Regions from separate parts of the Mus musculus genome. Here region 2 is linked to region 1. Evidence: chromatin contacts called from public Hi-C data. All regions are on one chromosome and are shown on one strand. The core of a region is the stretch at or near the end of the contact, and the rest is flanking DNA. Distances in the headings are between cores, read along the strand shown. Region 1 has its middle 36 kb from the start of 3110083C13Rik. Region 2 has its middle 78 kb from the start of Gm33430.

The links. Hi-C and Micro-C count contacts between places; a contact is called where the count stands out from the background.
Region 2: a contact with region 1 is called in a Hi-C map of cerebellar granule neurons, with 2.7 times the contacts expected there. The contact joins two enhancer-like sites. A contact is called at or near these places in 1 of 15 datasets of contacts at CTCF or cohesin (stem cell-derived epiblast-like cells) and 27 of 484 Hi-C or Micro-C datasets (the AML12 cell line, the AtT-20 cell line, the G1E-ER4 cell line and 12 more).

What each region holds. Positions count from the first base shown.
Region 1 is chr14:58,032,967-58,036,698 of GRCm38.p6, forward strand. No RefSeq gene overlaps it. Among named protein-coding and RNA genes, the nearest start is that of 3110083C13Rik, 36 kb to the left of the region's middle. Within about 2 kb of position 2,030, at least 2 of the 459 cell types and tissues checked have an H3K27ac peak or open chromatin away from gene starts, as enhancers often do. A contact at or near this core is called in cerebellar granule neurons, where this site is marked.
Region 2 is chr14:58,505,035-58,508,766 of GRCm38.p6, forward strand. No RefSeq gene overlaps it. Among named protein-coding and RNA genes, the nearest start is that of Gm33430, 78 kb to the left of the region's middle. Within about 2 kb of position 1,632, at least 16 of the 459 cell types and tissues checked have an H3K27ac peak or open chromatin away from gene starts, as enhancers often do. A contact at or near this core is called in cerebellar granule neurons, where this site is marked.

The DNA of each region.
Region 1 (3,732 bases), core at 780-3,279:
ACCTCCCATCTCTCTTCCCCCTCCCCCCTTCCCATCTCCTGCCATCCTGCCCTGCCTTTCCCTTCCCCATCACCAAGCCCACAGTCCACCACAGCTTCTCCCATGATTCCTTACTGGACCCTGGTTCCAGGAATGCTGCCTGATTTTGAGTTTTGGATAGTGGCAGATTGGTGTTGTTGCTAACCTTTAGGTTACTCCATGCTACTCTTTGTGGTTTCTATCACCAAGTGGTACATTTTGTTTTTCAAGATGCACCTCTGGTTTTCCAATTGGATCTTGCATCTATTCCAAGTTTGACTCAAAAGTTGATATGGCCCAAAACAAAACAAAAAACAAACAAACAAACAACAACAACAGAAAACCAAACCAACCAACCAAACAATCAACCAACCAACCAATCAACCAAACACCCAAACACCCTCAAAACAAAAACAAAAGCAAAACAAAACAAAACAAACAAGCAAACAGAAAAAAAAAAAAAGACTGAAGCCCAAGAACTCTCACTTACCACATGACTCTTTAAGACGGAGGATACTTTCTTTGTTTCTTCTTTTTCTTATTCCAAGGATTGTTTGAGGATGTATGGAGTCATAGAGGAGAATACTTTGTAGTTAGAGGCATGCACTTTAGTCCGTGTTCCTGTTACAGAGCCATGCGTGGCCTGTGCTTGTTAAAGCTCCTCTGCCTGCAGAAGCTTCTGCCTGGGGGGAGGGGGCGGGGCGGAGGGGAAGAGGCCAGGCCCTCACTGAGTTTGGCTTCCTTTGGTGTGTTCTGGAAAATCCAAAATTTCAGACGTCTTCCAGTGGTTTCTGAATGTAGTCTGGGTGAGAATTAAACCATTGCATCAGCTGCTCTCAAGGTGTGTTCCTCAAACCAACAGCCTCAACATGGCTTGGTAGCAGGGGAGAGGTGCAAGCCCTTAGGACTCCAGGACCACGGACTCCCACGGAGTTCCATGGTGGATCAGCCTTTAACAGCTTGATGTCTCCTGAAACTTGGGTGAAGATGCACCCGCCAAACAGCCTTTCAGCGTCTAAGAGGCTGGGCTGCCCGTTCGCTCAGCTGGCAAAGAGGATCTGCGTTTACCACCTCTTGCTAGGTGCTGCTCCAATATGCACATTAATCCCTGTGTGTCTGTCTCAGTTGTTCCTTCTAGCAAGCCTTATGTGGGGGTAGAATTGACACATAGGCGACACCTTGTTATGAAGCGTGCCACGCGTGTCAGAAACTGCAAGATGCCACAGCTGAAAGGACGGTCATCGTCCTCACAGCACCGAGAGCTTAACCAAGTTCAGATGAGATGGAAGCAATTCAGCCGCATCGGACTGAATGCTGTGGAGGAGTTCTTGGCCTGGCATGTCTTCAAGGCGTAAGATCAGCAGTATGGCCACTCTGAGGATCACCGTGGTCATAGACCTGCTTTCCTGTAAGCTAACACTCATGTAGTGTTGAAAAGGGCAAGAATCAATTCATCAGACGTGGGCGAATAAGTCTATGATGGCCTTAGCATCTTCCCAAACGGGCAGGTCCTAAGGGAGCTGACTTAGCATCTCTGCAACCCACAGTGGTCTTGACATCAGGAATCACCCTTCAGGAAGTTTCTGCAATGGTAACCTGCAGATGGGCCTGCTGAGCTAGGCCAGGAACAGGATATTTGGAGAAAGGATCTTTTGACTGTAGGCTGAAAGAAATTATTATGGTATTGTCGAGGAAGGTATATACTCACTAGAGTAACAATGGCCTTAAATATATTCACAGGATTTGGGACACTGGTTCAGCAAAGAGGGTAAATTAGGTTGGGTAGTACCGGCTCTCTCCACACGAGGGAGCCTAGATTCCTCGTTTATATTTTCTATCCGTGAACGCAATTTGTATTTTCATCTTGCCACAAATTAAACATGAGTGACTTCTGTTTTATCATTTCAGGGTTTATTTCATGTAGTTTTGATGGTTCCATGACGTTCCAAACAGTTACGTCTTTTTCTTTTGGGATTTTGGGATGCCAGGTTAAGGCACTAGAAAAACATGGACCGTGTTTCTGCTAACAGTATCCTTTTATGAGCCTGATGCTATTTGGATTATCTGCAAAAACATCTTCTTCATTAGTGACTATGAACAAGATCTGTCAGTGAAATCGTCTCAAAAATATGCCTGTGCATATTTGAAAGAGTATTTACATAACACAGAAAACAACTCGTTGATTCATTTAAACTGGAGAAACAATTGTGTGGTATATTTTCTTATTACGGTGCTTTGGAGACCTCGCTGGCAACAAGTTGGGACCTGAGTGGCTTGGCTCCTTTTCAGATGGCATTTGGGAGTAAGAAAGGGGCTGTCTGTCCCAGAGGAGGGCCTGTGTGGGGTGGGGGTGAGTACACTGCCGCCAAGAGTGGGTGAAGCAAGTGGAAACTCCCCAAAACTGGGGTGTAAATTTGCAAAAGAATATTGAACCAGGCAAAAGGGAGCAAAGAAAAGGAGAAACTTTAATGACATTGGGTTAAAGTATCAAAAGTCAGGCCCCGAGGACAGGGCTCTGCGATGCTTCAGGGTTCGGGTACACTGGCACACAAAGCAGTGTTTTTTTCTTGTTTCTTTTTTTTTCTTCTGCTTTTCTAGAGAATTCCATTTTTTTCCTCACCATAACTCTCTCCCACCATAACTTTTTCTTGCTAAATAAATATGTCACGGGCTGAGGGGACAGGTGGGCTAATTTTCCAATTCTGTATGGTTTTCTGCAGAGACTAGAGGATCTGGGAGGATGGCTTAGTGAGGAGACAGGAATGGGTGTCCTGGGGGTGGGGCAAGTGCACAAGATTGTCAGCGTGCACAAGAAAATCCAGGTGGGGCTATATGAGTCTGAGATCTCAGTGTGGAGATGGGAAGATCTCTACAGTTCACTGGCCGGCTGATCTGGCAGAACTGGTGAGCTCCAGGCTCAGCGAGGTACTCTGTTTTAACAGAGATAAACATACATGTGTACTTGAGCATGTATACACACATGTACAGGCATAAAGAAAGGAAAAGTAGAGATACCAGCACTTCTGAAACTATTGATTTTTGCTGTGCCTCGCTGCAAAGTTTGTTCCTCGTCAGAGGGATAGGGATGGGGGTTGGGAAAGCACAACAGAACAGTGTGCCGGGCTATCCTCTTACGCAGACAGAGTGTAAGCATTTTCTCTAAGACACATGCTAAAATGCTCAGTCTTTAAATTAACATGACCCCATGTTCACATGACTGACCATGTCACCCAACCTGGCTGTGAGATGCGAGGGCCTGGTTTATTTATGTCTGTAGCTGTCATCAGCAGAGATCATGAATGAGAGAGGGATGTGTGAAGTCCCAAGAGTTCCCAGGGTGCTCTACGTTGGGTCATTATCCTGGGGTAATTGGCGTTGAAAGGGTAGGACCTCTAACGAGCTGTTTCTGTCCCTAATGGCTGGGAGCCTGGAAATTAGCACAGTGCCTGCTGTTCTACATGAGTGACCCGGCCTCTGGAGAGTCCTAGTCCCTCCAGGAAGGTTCTGTGACCACCTCATGGTCACTGCAGTAATGGCAACAATTACAGAATGGCCCTTTCAGTGAGACCCCGTGTGCATCAGTTAGGGACTAATCTCATTTGAGCAACAACAGGCCTGCCTGTAATGTCCATTGACTGACCAGCACCTCAGCGTGGTTGGCTGGATGTGGCTTGCACCTCTTGTGGAAGGAGAGAGATGCAGAGGGAGATGTGA
Region 2 (3,732 bases), core at 382-2,881, 470 kb after region 1:
GTAAGAACCCTTGGAGGACAGAAGAGGGGGTCAGAGTCTCTGGAACTGGAGTTATAGGCAGTATATAAATTGTTAGATTATTTAAAGGCAGCTGTACAGAAGGCATAAAGTAAAAGAGAACTTGGTCTGCCATTAGGTGGGACCATGTTTATCTATGAAGAGACAGCATTGTGTCACCCATGTGTGCAGATGGCCAGAATGGCCTTGTAGAGGAAGATGGAATGCATCCCTCAGCTGGGGTTATAAGCTTCCCAGAAGAGCAGCTTGGTGTGAGAGTAACTGGGAGGGGGTGCTCTGAGTTCAGAACCTTCCACACCTGGTCTGTCTATCTTCCTGTTCTGTCATTTGATGCACAGCCTGGATGGAGTCAGTTGGGTTTCAATTGCTGCTTTACTTCTGGCATAACTACAGCAAGGGTCCCCTCCCCCCTCCCCCCTACAAGGAAACAAGGTGCTATACCACTCCACAGGCAGGTATGCTGACTAAACTCTGCTTCATTCTCTATTTTCTTCTAACTGATATGGACCGAGAGCCTTGCTCAGGTTTAGGCAGAAAGAACAGACTAAAATGTAAGAGAAGATCCACGTTAATATTTCTGGCATATCATCTGACAGTTGGCTCCCAGATACAAATTAACTGGGTGACAAGAAGTCCACGTTAGCTCTGCTTCCTCAGGCAGTGTTAGGTGTCACTTTTGCTTGTCATAGGGTTAGGGTGGACCAGAATATTTCTGAGGCACTGCAAGCATTTCATCCCCAATGGCTAACTCCTTTGGAGGGGATGCCTACTTAAAGGTGAGACACATCTGTCTCAGCTGGTTCTGTGTGTGAACATCTGTATCCACTCTGGAGACTGCAGGACATGCTCTGGTTCTGGCACCAGGCATTCTTCCAGGAGCACAAAACTCAGACTGGCAGGATGAAGACAGCCCTGGGGTTCTGTCTTGCTCAATGCCACTACAGGGCTCTGCCACCTCTCTCTGGCCTACCATCTGTCCCCTGGCTCTGTGGCTTGGAGAGCAGCCATCATTGACTTCTACATTGGCTTACAACATGCACTACAAGATCCACAGCCCAGCCTTGGAAGGAAGTCCCCAGAGATGCTGCTCAGTGCTAGCCCCAGAGCCAGAGCTGATGTCAGGATAGGAGAGTTCTGGACAGAATGTGAGAGACTTATACCATGTCTGTGCTTTTTTTGATTTCTAACACAAATTTTGTTACGGGTGCTTAATGGTTTTATCTTCCTCTTCTCTGGAGACATTCCGACATTATAAATGTAAATGGAATAGGAAAACGAACTGTTGTGTGCCTATCACACAGCTTTATTCATGACATAAGTGTCCTTGTTTTCTGCTCTTTGACATGATCACTCAAGCCATTACCCCCAACTCTTTTATTCCATGTATTTATTCTTCTCCAAAGAGCTGGTTCTACTTAGATTAATTTGAGGAAATAAACTTTTTTCACATATTTTTGTCTTTCAGAAGCCCTTGTTATTTAGCAGTGGAGTAGACTCATCATAATAGCACATGTAGTCGCTTCTGCCTGTAAGCAGCCCCTGCTAGAGGGGTGTACAGCAGAGGGACACAGACAGAATGGATTGTAGACAAACCCAGACTGCTGTTGCTTCATGACTAGACTGGTGAGAACTTTCGAATGATGTCATCAGTTTGAGTGAGCGTCCAAGAGAAGGAGGAATGGGAGGAATGTGGCTGACTCTGGGGAAAAATATATTCTTCTTGAAAAGGGGGAAATAAGCATATGCTGTTTCAAACCTTTGTCCAATGAGACAGACACACTCATACTCACAACAGAGGTGCTGGGTGGACATTGACAGCCAATGAGCAAGACAGGTGGAAATGAGTTCTCTTGGGATAATGAACTTGAGTCCCTTGGATTGTGAACAATATGTTTTTATTTGTGTTTCCCAAAAGCAGATGATAACTGTGGGTTTGCTATAAATTCCATCAATCAAGGATCTCTAGACCCCATTGTTCTATACTGTTCTTTACCCCTCCCCCACTTACATGACCTGGATCATTTGTTTATCTTAGAGCATTGCTAATCTTTCTAGGAAAATCATATATGGAATTCTTTTTTTCTTAACAGAGCATCTGTTACATTCTTTTGAGTGGTTTTATGCTATCTTCACGATACCTCATCTCTCCATTTCCATAATTAAACGCATGCCTGAGTCTCTTTCATGTCTGTATTCATTCATGTAATGCCTAGTACATGTGAGATACTAGTGAGGATGAGGGCTTGTGAACTTTTGTCCCTTGGAGGGCTGGAGTCAGCCCTGGACACAAGATGCTGCAGCACTGTGTGGCACTGGATCAGGAGAAACGTCCAGTTGTGCTTGGCATTGGGGGATGCAGGTTGAGGGCACTGAGACACCAGACCATAGTCTCCTGGAGAAGCAGTGGAAGACACAAGCCTGCCTGCCAACGAGAACCTCTGAATTGCCTTAGTTTCTTTGGCTGTGACTTAAAGCCTCAGGAGAATGTAGCGGTTGTGCTTTTGATTGTCAGTACTTGATTTTGGCTGAGACTCAGATGCTTGGTCGTCTATGAAGAGCACTTGGCCCAACAGCACAGAATACCCAAGGCTCTGATCCCAGAGCATGGGGATGCCCCTAATACCAAGGGCACCATTGTCAATGACACTGTCTATAGCCTCAATGGCTGGATGCATGTGGGGGGGGGGGTGCAGAGCTTGCCAATGTGGGTAAAATAATTCAAGGAGAGAGAAGGCAATAGTTTGTAGGCACCTGGCTAGAGATAGTAAACGGGTTTCAGGGAGGATGTAACCCTAAGAGAGGCATGCAGCTTTTGCCTCTGGGGAACAATGAAGCTTTGACTTGCTGCTTTGGAGTTGGGAGTCTTAGCAAACCTTCAAAGACATCTGTTATTCCTTCAGCATTCCGAAGACACAAAGGAGACAGCCAAGTCCAGGGTCACACAGCTGTTTTGAACCAGTGGGGCCTGTGTTCAAACCTGGTTCTCTGTAGGTTAATCCTCCCTCTCTCCCTGGCCTTAGCTGCCTCCCTTGCCTACAGAATTCGATAAGGAATGTACTCGTGTGACACCCATCCTGCCCCCGGTGGATAGGAACACACTGCCTCTGTGTTGTCATTCTGAATTGTGAGTAAAGTTGTTACTTTATAGTCAACCTTCTAATACCAGGGGCTGACAGCTCATTATTCACCCTTGAGGGTTTGCTGAGCAATTACACGGTTTATATGTTAGTGGGAACCCAAGCTGTTTCCTGAGAACTCTCTTAATTGTAGCTTTCAGAGATACGGGTGAGAGTAAGAGATAGAGTTGATAAGAAGTCGATAAGAAAAGGCAATAGGGAAGCGAAGCATTTGTTCATTGCACAGTGTGTTTCTCCTACTGCCTTCCTGTACATTTGTGAAGGACAGGAATATATCAGCCTTCAATTATGTGACAAACTTTAAAACCTCAATGTCTACTTTTTGTTTTGGCAGGACTTCAGAAGTAGGCTTTTTAACTTCATTTGGAAAGCTATGTGCTCTTAGGCTTTGAAGAAATGATGCTGATTCGAAGGCTGTAAAATCAGAAGGCAGGATATTTGCAGTTAGGACCAGCTACGAGTTCAAAGGGCTGACTCTCTTATAGAAGGAGGCATCTTCAGCCTTGGTATGTGGACCTACCATCCAAGTACTTGGGAGGCTAAAGCAGGAGGGCTGCTGTGACTTGAAAGCCATCTT